Regions from separate parts of the Oryza sativa genome. Here region 1 is linked to region 2. The links are chromatin contacts, called in public HiCAR-type maps. All regions are on one chromosome and are shown on one strand. The core of a region is the stretch at or near the end of the contact, and the rest is flanking DNA. Distances in the headings are between cores, read along the strand shown.

Region 1 (3,236 bases), core at 101-2,600, 390 kb before region 2:
TCACGTCGGCGGTGACGGACATTCCCTACCTGTTGAGCCCCGACAACGACGCCGGCGGCAACGCGGTTGCTCAAGCTTTCTACACCACTTTCCACCGGAGATACGGCAGCGGCCTGGGAGGGATCCTCTGCTTGGGAGTCGTCGCTGTCGCCGTCTTCCTCTGCGGCCTCGCCTGCATCACTAGCAACTCGAGGTCAGATCGATCGATCAGCTGACGTGTTCAGGAATTTAGCTTAGCTTAATTAGCTACGTACATGTTGATAATTTCCTAGGTTAATTAGCCACTGCATGCAGGATGGCGTATGCGTTCTCCAGGGACGGAGCAATGCCGTTCTCGAAAGTCTGGCACCGAGTGAACAAGCAAGAGGTGCCTATAAACGCCGTATGGCTCTCTGTGGTGGTGGCGTTCATCATGGCTCTGACAGTGAGTTAATTCGTACCACTGCTGATTAATTTTCATGCTTGATTCTCAGTTCAGAATAACCAGAATTATGCTTTATTTTTATGACAGTCGCTGGGAAGCCAGGTGGCATTCCAAGCAATGGTGTCCATCGCGACGATAGGGCTCTGCATCTCCTACGCGCTGCCGATCTTCTTCCGGGTGACGACGGCGAGGGGATCCTTCGTTCCGGGGCCGTTTCACCTTGGCAAGTACGGGATCGTCGTCGGCTGGGCCGCCGTGCTCTGGGTGGCCGCCGTCACCGTGCTCTTCTCGCTGCCGGTGGCGTACCCGGTGGCGGAGGAGACGTTCAACTACACGCCGGTGGCCGTCGGCGGCGTGCTGCTGCTCACCGTCGGCGCGTGGGCTCTCCGTGCCCGCTTCTGGTTCCAAGGGCCCATTACTAACACTAATGACGGCCCGCTGTGACGGCCCATAACTGTATGGGCCGATGCATGTGTGCTACGGCCCATGGAGTTCTACGGCTGACAAGGAAGCCCACGTACATGTAGCCTTGTTGGGCGGCCCAGTAAGAGGCCGTTCTTTATTTTGATTCGTATTCCCATGTCCTTGGATGGAAATTCAACGGTCTACGATTCGGCTGATTATGTTAGAAAAAGACAGGCATGAGGTACAGAACTATACTAAAAAAGCAGCATGCGTGCAATAATTCAAGCATAGTTTAAACATGAACCAAAAGTCCTAAGGTATACAGTTTTTTTTTTGGAACGCATAAGGTATACAGCGATATATTGCATCTTATCCTTCAGTTAGTCAACGGTAGTTGGCAATACTACAGGAAAATCGTGACATAAGCGTATCAATCAATCATCAGTGGTATACAAAATTTCCAACCATTTCGTTGATTATGAATTATATATAAGAGAGAGGTACGTACTTGGACATTTCTTTTTTGGGAAGTTGACTAGTACAGCGAGCATGTAAACTATACTCTGCAGGATTAGTGAGCTATGGAGGTGATAGCGTCAAAAATAGCTAGCCTCCCAGGAAACAGCCTACAGGAGATAGAGAACTGATCCACGGCCATGTCTCGCTCCGTCCAATTAGCGATGGCCGCCGGCGATCAGGCCGCCGACGACCCGGACAGCCTCCGGCTTCTCCAGCTCGGCTACAAGCAGGAGCTCAAGCGTGGCCTCTCGTATGCACACAACAAGTTTCAGTTTATTCAGACTTAGCATGCATTCACCGTGCTAATTAGTTCATTCTTTTCAAAACTAAGACCATCTTGATCGATTCATCTGGATATATATACACACAGGACCCTGTCGAATTTCGCCTTCTCGTTCGCCAACATCTCGGTGCTGACGGGCGTCACGGCGACCTACAACACGGGGCTGCGCTACGGCGGGCCGGTGTCGATGACGCTGGGGTGGCTGGTGGTGGCGCTGTTCAACGGCTGCGTCGCCCTGTCCATGGCCGAGATTTGCTCGGCGTACCCGACCTCCGGTGGCCTCTACTACTGGAGCGCCAAGCTGGCCGGCAAGGAATGGGCGTCCCTGGCTTCTTGGGTCACTGGCTGGTACGTGAGACATGTATGAGCTAGTCTGCATCAATTTCCCCTGTCTTTATGCACTGGAACTAATCCAAAATGGTTAGGTGCAATTGTTTTCTTGATATCCTTGAAAAAAAATTGTTGTCTTGAGATGGTGCCTTCTTGAAGATTATGTTTGATCATTACTATTTTGAATATTTGTTGCTGTGGATTATGCATGTATGCTGTTGTTCAACTTAATTTGCGAGCCTGAATTTGTTATTGTGTTGTGTGTTCGACAGGTTCAATATCGTTGGACAGGTATACTACCATTGTCTGGTGGATCTAGATACTGTTTTTAGCTCCAGCTTATAACTTCATTTTTCGAGAAAAAAATTTGCATTGTTGCCCTGTCCTTGTCTTCAACTGTTGTGGCAGTGGGCAGCTATTGCGAGCGTAGACTTCTCGCTGGCGCAGCTGCTACAGGTGATCATCTTGCTTAGCACGGGAGGAGCCAATGGCGGCGGCTACATGGCTTCAAAGTATGTCGTGTTGGTGATTTGCGCCGTCATCCTAATCCTTCATGGCGTCATCAACAGCCTCCCTATCCAGTGGCTATCTCTGTTTGGCCAAATCGGGGCCATCTGGAATGCTGCAGGTGCATGGTACACATGGAGGCAATAATCACCAGTCCTTATGAATTGTGGTTCTTGGCATCTGAAGTCTGAATATTGAACCCTGAACGAAATTTATCTGTCTGAACAATCAACAATGATAGGTGTCTTTGTTCTGGTGATCCTGATCCCGGCAGTAGCAAAGGACAGGCCAAGTGTTGAGTTCGTGTTTACCCATCTCAACACGGACAACGGCATGGGGATCCATAGCAAGGCTTACATCCTAGCCGTGGGATTGCTGATGAGCCAGTACTCCGTGCTCGGCTACGATACATCCGCTCACATGGTAAACGAGTCCTCTACTCCTGTCAGGCTGCAGATATCTGAATGAGCATAACTGAATATGGATAGAACACAGTGTCACAGTGACGAGCTGATGATGCGTGTATGCAGGTTGAGGAGACAAAGAATGCAGATCGGAGCGGGCCAATTGGGATCATCACGTCGGTTGTTTGCGCGACGGTGTTCGGGTGGATCTACCTGTTGGCTCTGACGACTGCCGTGACGGACATCCCGTACCTGCTCAGCCCCGGCAACGACGCCGGCGGCTACGCCATCGCGCAAGCTCTGTACACCGCCTTCCACCGGAGGTTCGGCAGCGGCGCTGGCGGGATCGCCTGCCTGGGAGCTG
Region 2 (3,016 bases), core at 208-2,707:
ACGTACCGGCAGCGGCGAGGCTGCTGCCGGTTGACCGCGTCGCACGCGGCGGACTGGCATGGCACCGTGGAGTGCGTGGACGGGCACGTCGACCAGACGAGCGCGCCGGCGAGGTCGACGACGAGCGGCGGCGCGCCGTTCTTGACGGAGATGGTGTAGAGTGAGGTGTTGTAATCCTTGGCGAGCCTGGAGACTAGTGGCTTCTGATCACTCGCAGCTTGTGCTGTGCACCGGACGAACACTTGCACTGCGATGGCAGCAAGAAGCAGCACGTGCACAGGTTCAGGTGGACGAGGCATGATGCGATGCGTTGCTCTGAACAAGCAAAAACGTAGCGAATGATCGAGGTGATTAGGATGAAGAGAGACGCTGAGATAAGATGGTCTCTTTTCCGTGTATTTGTATAGCGATTTAGCAGGGTTAAGCGTTGACCTATACACGTAGTAAATGTCGTGCTAATTTGATGAGATGTATCTCAAGGTGGACTGAACATAACAAAACCATGGATCAAACCAAAACCCAGCTGCAAACAGTAGATGATCAACACTAGGAACCTAGGATCTCCGCTTTGATTCGTGTGTAAACTTCGGGCTGGCTGGTTCAGTTGACCACAGGTACACGGTTATCCTCGTGAGTCGTGACCAGTTAATTAGCACCATCGGCGTAGCAAAACCACGGCTTCGATCGTCAGTCCGTCTCGCCTCGCCTGTACTGTAAAGGAAAACTATTTTAAACTCTAAAAATTAGGTTTTGCATGTCACTCAAATGGTTATAAATTTTTTTAAAAAACAATAAGATAACTTAATATGTGATAGATCAATCCACAAACATGCAAGGCGAAATTTAACCATAAAATAAAAAAAAATAAATTTGACTATAAATATACGTTAACTAGCTGTAGTTTAATTTATTTTTTGTGCAACTTATATAAATTGTATTTCAACTTGAATATTTGTGAAATGATACATCATATGTTAATACATCTTTTTTTTTTAATTTTTTTTAACCATTTGAGTGGCATGCTAAGAGTCAGGACATCTTGTCTGTAATCACCATGGGAGCATATTAGTGTAGGGATGCAAGCGGGCCGACTCGCGAATTCACTCCTAGGTCAAATAAATGATAATTCATGGGTTTTTGTGTCGTGGCCTAACTTGCCGCATCTAGATATGCAAGTGGGTCGATTTATAAACATATTTATAGATCAAGTTAATATATATAACATGTGAGTCAAACCTGCGGTTTATGCACTAATTTTGTCTATAAGCGGCTTCCCCACTTGCACCCTTATATTAGTGTGTAGTACTGTTGATAGCTCGAGCGACATAATTTTGGGCTGCTTGGGCTACAACTCTTTGGGCCTTAGAGCAGCATATGTTTGCTTGGACTAGGCTGCGTGTGAGCCGAAGGCCCAGCTCGAAAGCTTGATGGGCTGTGGTGGCTTCAGGGCAGCGGCGGCGCAGACGATCCCGTGAGTCCAGCCACGGGGGGCGGAGCGAAGCCACCGGCGGCGAGGTGGTGAAGGGGGCTGGAGGCGGCGTCCGTTCGAGCGGCGGCGGCCGGATCGATGGATCGAGTCGAGCACCATGCGCCCCTGTGTCCCGCGGCTCGGGTCGGCTCGGTACAGGCGGAAGTGCAGCGGCGGCGCCTCTCCTGGTGTTGGTAAGCTCTCTCTCTCTTTCTCTATCTGGTTCACTGTTTGAGATTGGAACGAATCCCCTCCTTGCAGTTGCAACCCAAAAGTTGGAAGTGATTCCGCGGCCTTTGCTGCTGGCTCTTCCTCCACCACATTCCAACAAGCCGTTGTCCATCTGGAATAATAATTCTGGATCGTGTGTGGTGATCCTGCATCTTCACACGTACTGTAGGCCTGTTAGATCCTTCCCAAATTGATGTCTTGTAAAGACTAAAAGATGCAGATTGAATGCTAAGTTGTCGCTGGACTAGTCTCTTCCCCCATCTTTATCCCGGTTTCACTTCCGTTTTTCATTCATCTTCGAATTGATTTTTACTGTTTTCTCTTACTCTCAGTGCCAGGAAGGCCGCCACCCACCATCCACCAAGCGTGCCAAGCCATGGTCTCAACAATACTTCTTTCTTCAAAGGGATGATGCTTGCAAATCGTAATGCTTTCTCAGAATCGATGTGTTTTGCCTTTAGACGATATAGCAAGCACTGAATTGTCTACACTGCACTGCACATCAGGTGTCGATGCAAAAAGGCTACAGGTCAAGAAACAAAGAGATGCAAATTGTGCCACTAAAAATCTATTTGGCGGGCAAACGGGTAAAGCAAGCGACATATTGGTGGAGCATGCCAATCGCAAGGAAAAACTCTCATGGACATGCAGTTGTGGACTGTGGTAGGGTCCTCCACAAAACAAAGAGACGAAGTGCACTTGTGGGTAGAGAGCTTTCACAAACAAACAGGCAGCATACATTCCTGTGGGAGAGAGAGAGAGAGAGCTTGCGCATGTGCTAGCTGTCTGGTAGCTTGCGCATCTAAGGCAAGTTGTTGGATAAGTCTCCATAGTCATTTCTTCTTGTTGACAGATTACCCAGGTTTCACCATTGTTTGGCTATTGCAAATCATTTTAATTTTATCTTCCAATTAATTTGGACTGCATCGCTTTAACCTTTTCTGTAAAATATTAAATATGTATCCTCTCCAGGAAGGCCACCACGCACCACCTACCAAGCGCACTATGCCATGGACTAAACTACGTGAACTGTGCCATGTGGTATACTACTAGTATATGTGTGGCTGCTTCCCCTCCCGATCTACATCTTGCTTCTATTTCACAAAGCCATATTCCTGTTGATAGAGTTCACTGTGAATCTGCCATACCATCCATGAGCGGGATTGGAGGGATGATTGCGAGTTCCGTGGCGAATCGGGTCGCCAGCAGGCTCAGCGAGCTTGTGGTGGAGGAGGCCACTCTGCTGTGGAGATTCAAGGACGACGTGGACGACATGGAGGAGAAGATGAGAGATCTGGAGGCTGTGATACAAGATGT

What was found. HiCAR-type assays count read pairs that join an accessible place to other places.
Region 1: a HiCAR-type map of leaf shows a contact between it and region 2, with 4 times the contacts expected there. The contact joins the promoter of LOC4325822 here to the promoter of LOC4326533 in region 2. A contact is called at or near these places in 1 of 15 Hi-C or Micro-C datasets (leaf) and 1 of 4 datasets of contacts at active chromatin or transcription factors (leaf).

What each region holds. Positions count from the first base shown.
Region 1 is chr1:42,203,744-42,206,979 of ASM3414082v1, reverse strand. It overlaps LOC4325822 (amino-acid permease BAT1 homolog), which reads left to right and starts at 1,350. Exons shown (of 7, transcript XM_066306787.1): 1 at 1,350-1,598; 2 at 1,719-1,992; 3 at 2,370-2,589; 4 at 2,710-2,891; 5 at 2,999-3,236. The coding sequence starts at 1,486. LOC4325823 (amino-acid permease BAT1 homolog) reads left to right here. Exons shown (of 8, transcript XM_015786305.3): 6 at 1-193; 7 at 282-424; 8 at 512-1,132. The coding sequence ends at 846.
Region 2 is chr1:41,814,246-41,817,261 of ASM3414082v1, reverse strand. LOC4326533 (putative disease resistance protein RGA4) reads left to right here and starts at 1,457. Exons shown (of 8, transcript XM_066306770.1): 1 at 1,457-1,662; 2 at 2,032-2,123; 3 at 2,206-2,561; 4 at 2,672-3,016. The coding sequence starts at 2,736. It overlaps LOC4326534 (chitinase CLP-like), which reads right to left and starts at 371. Exons shown (of 2, transcript XM_015790792.2): 1 at 1-371. The coding sequence starts at 299.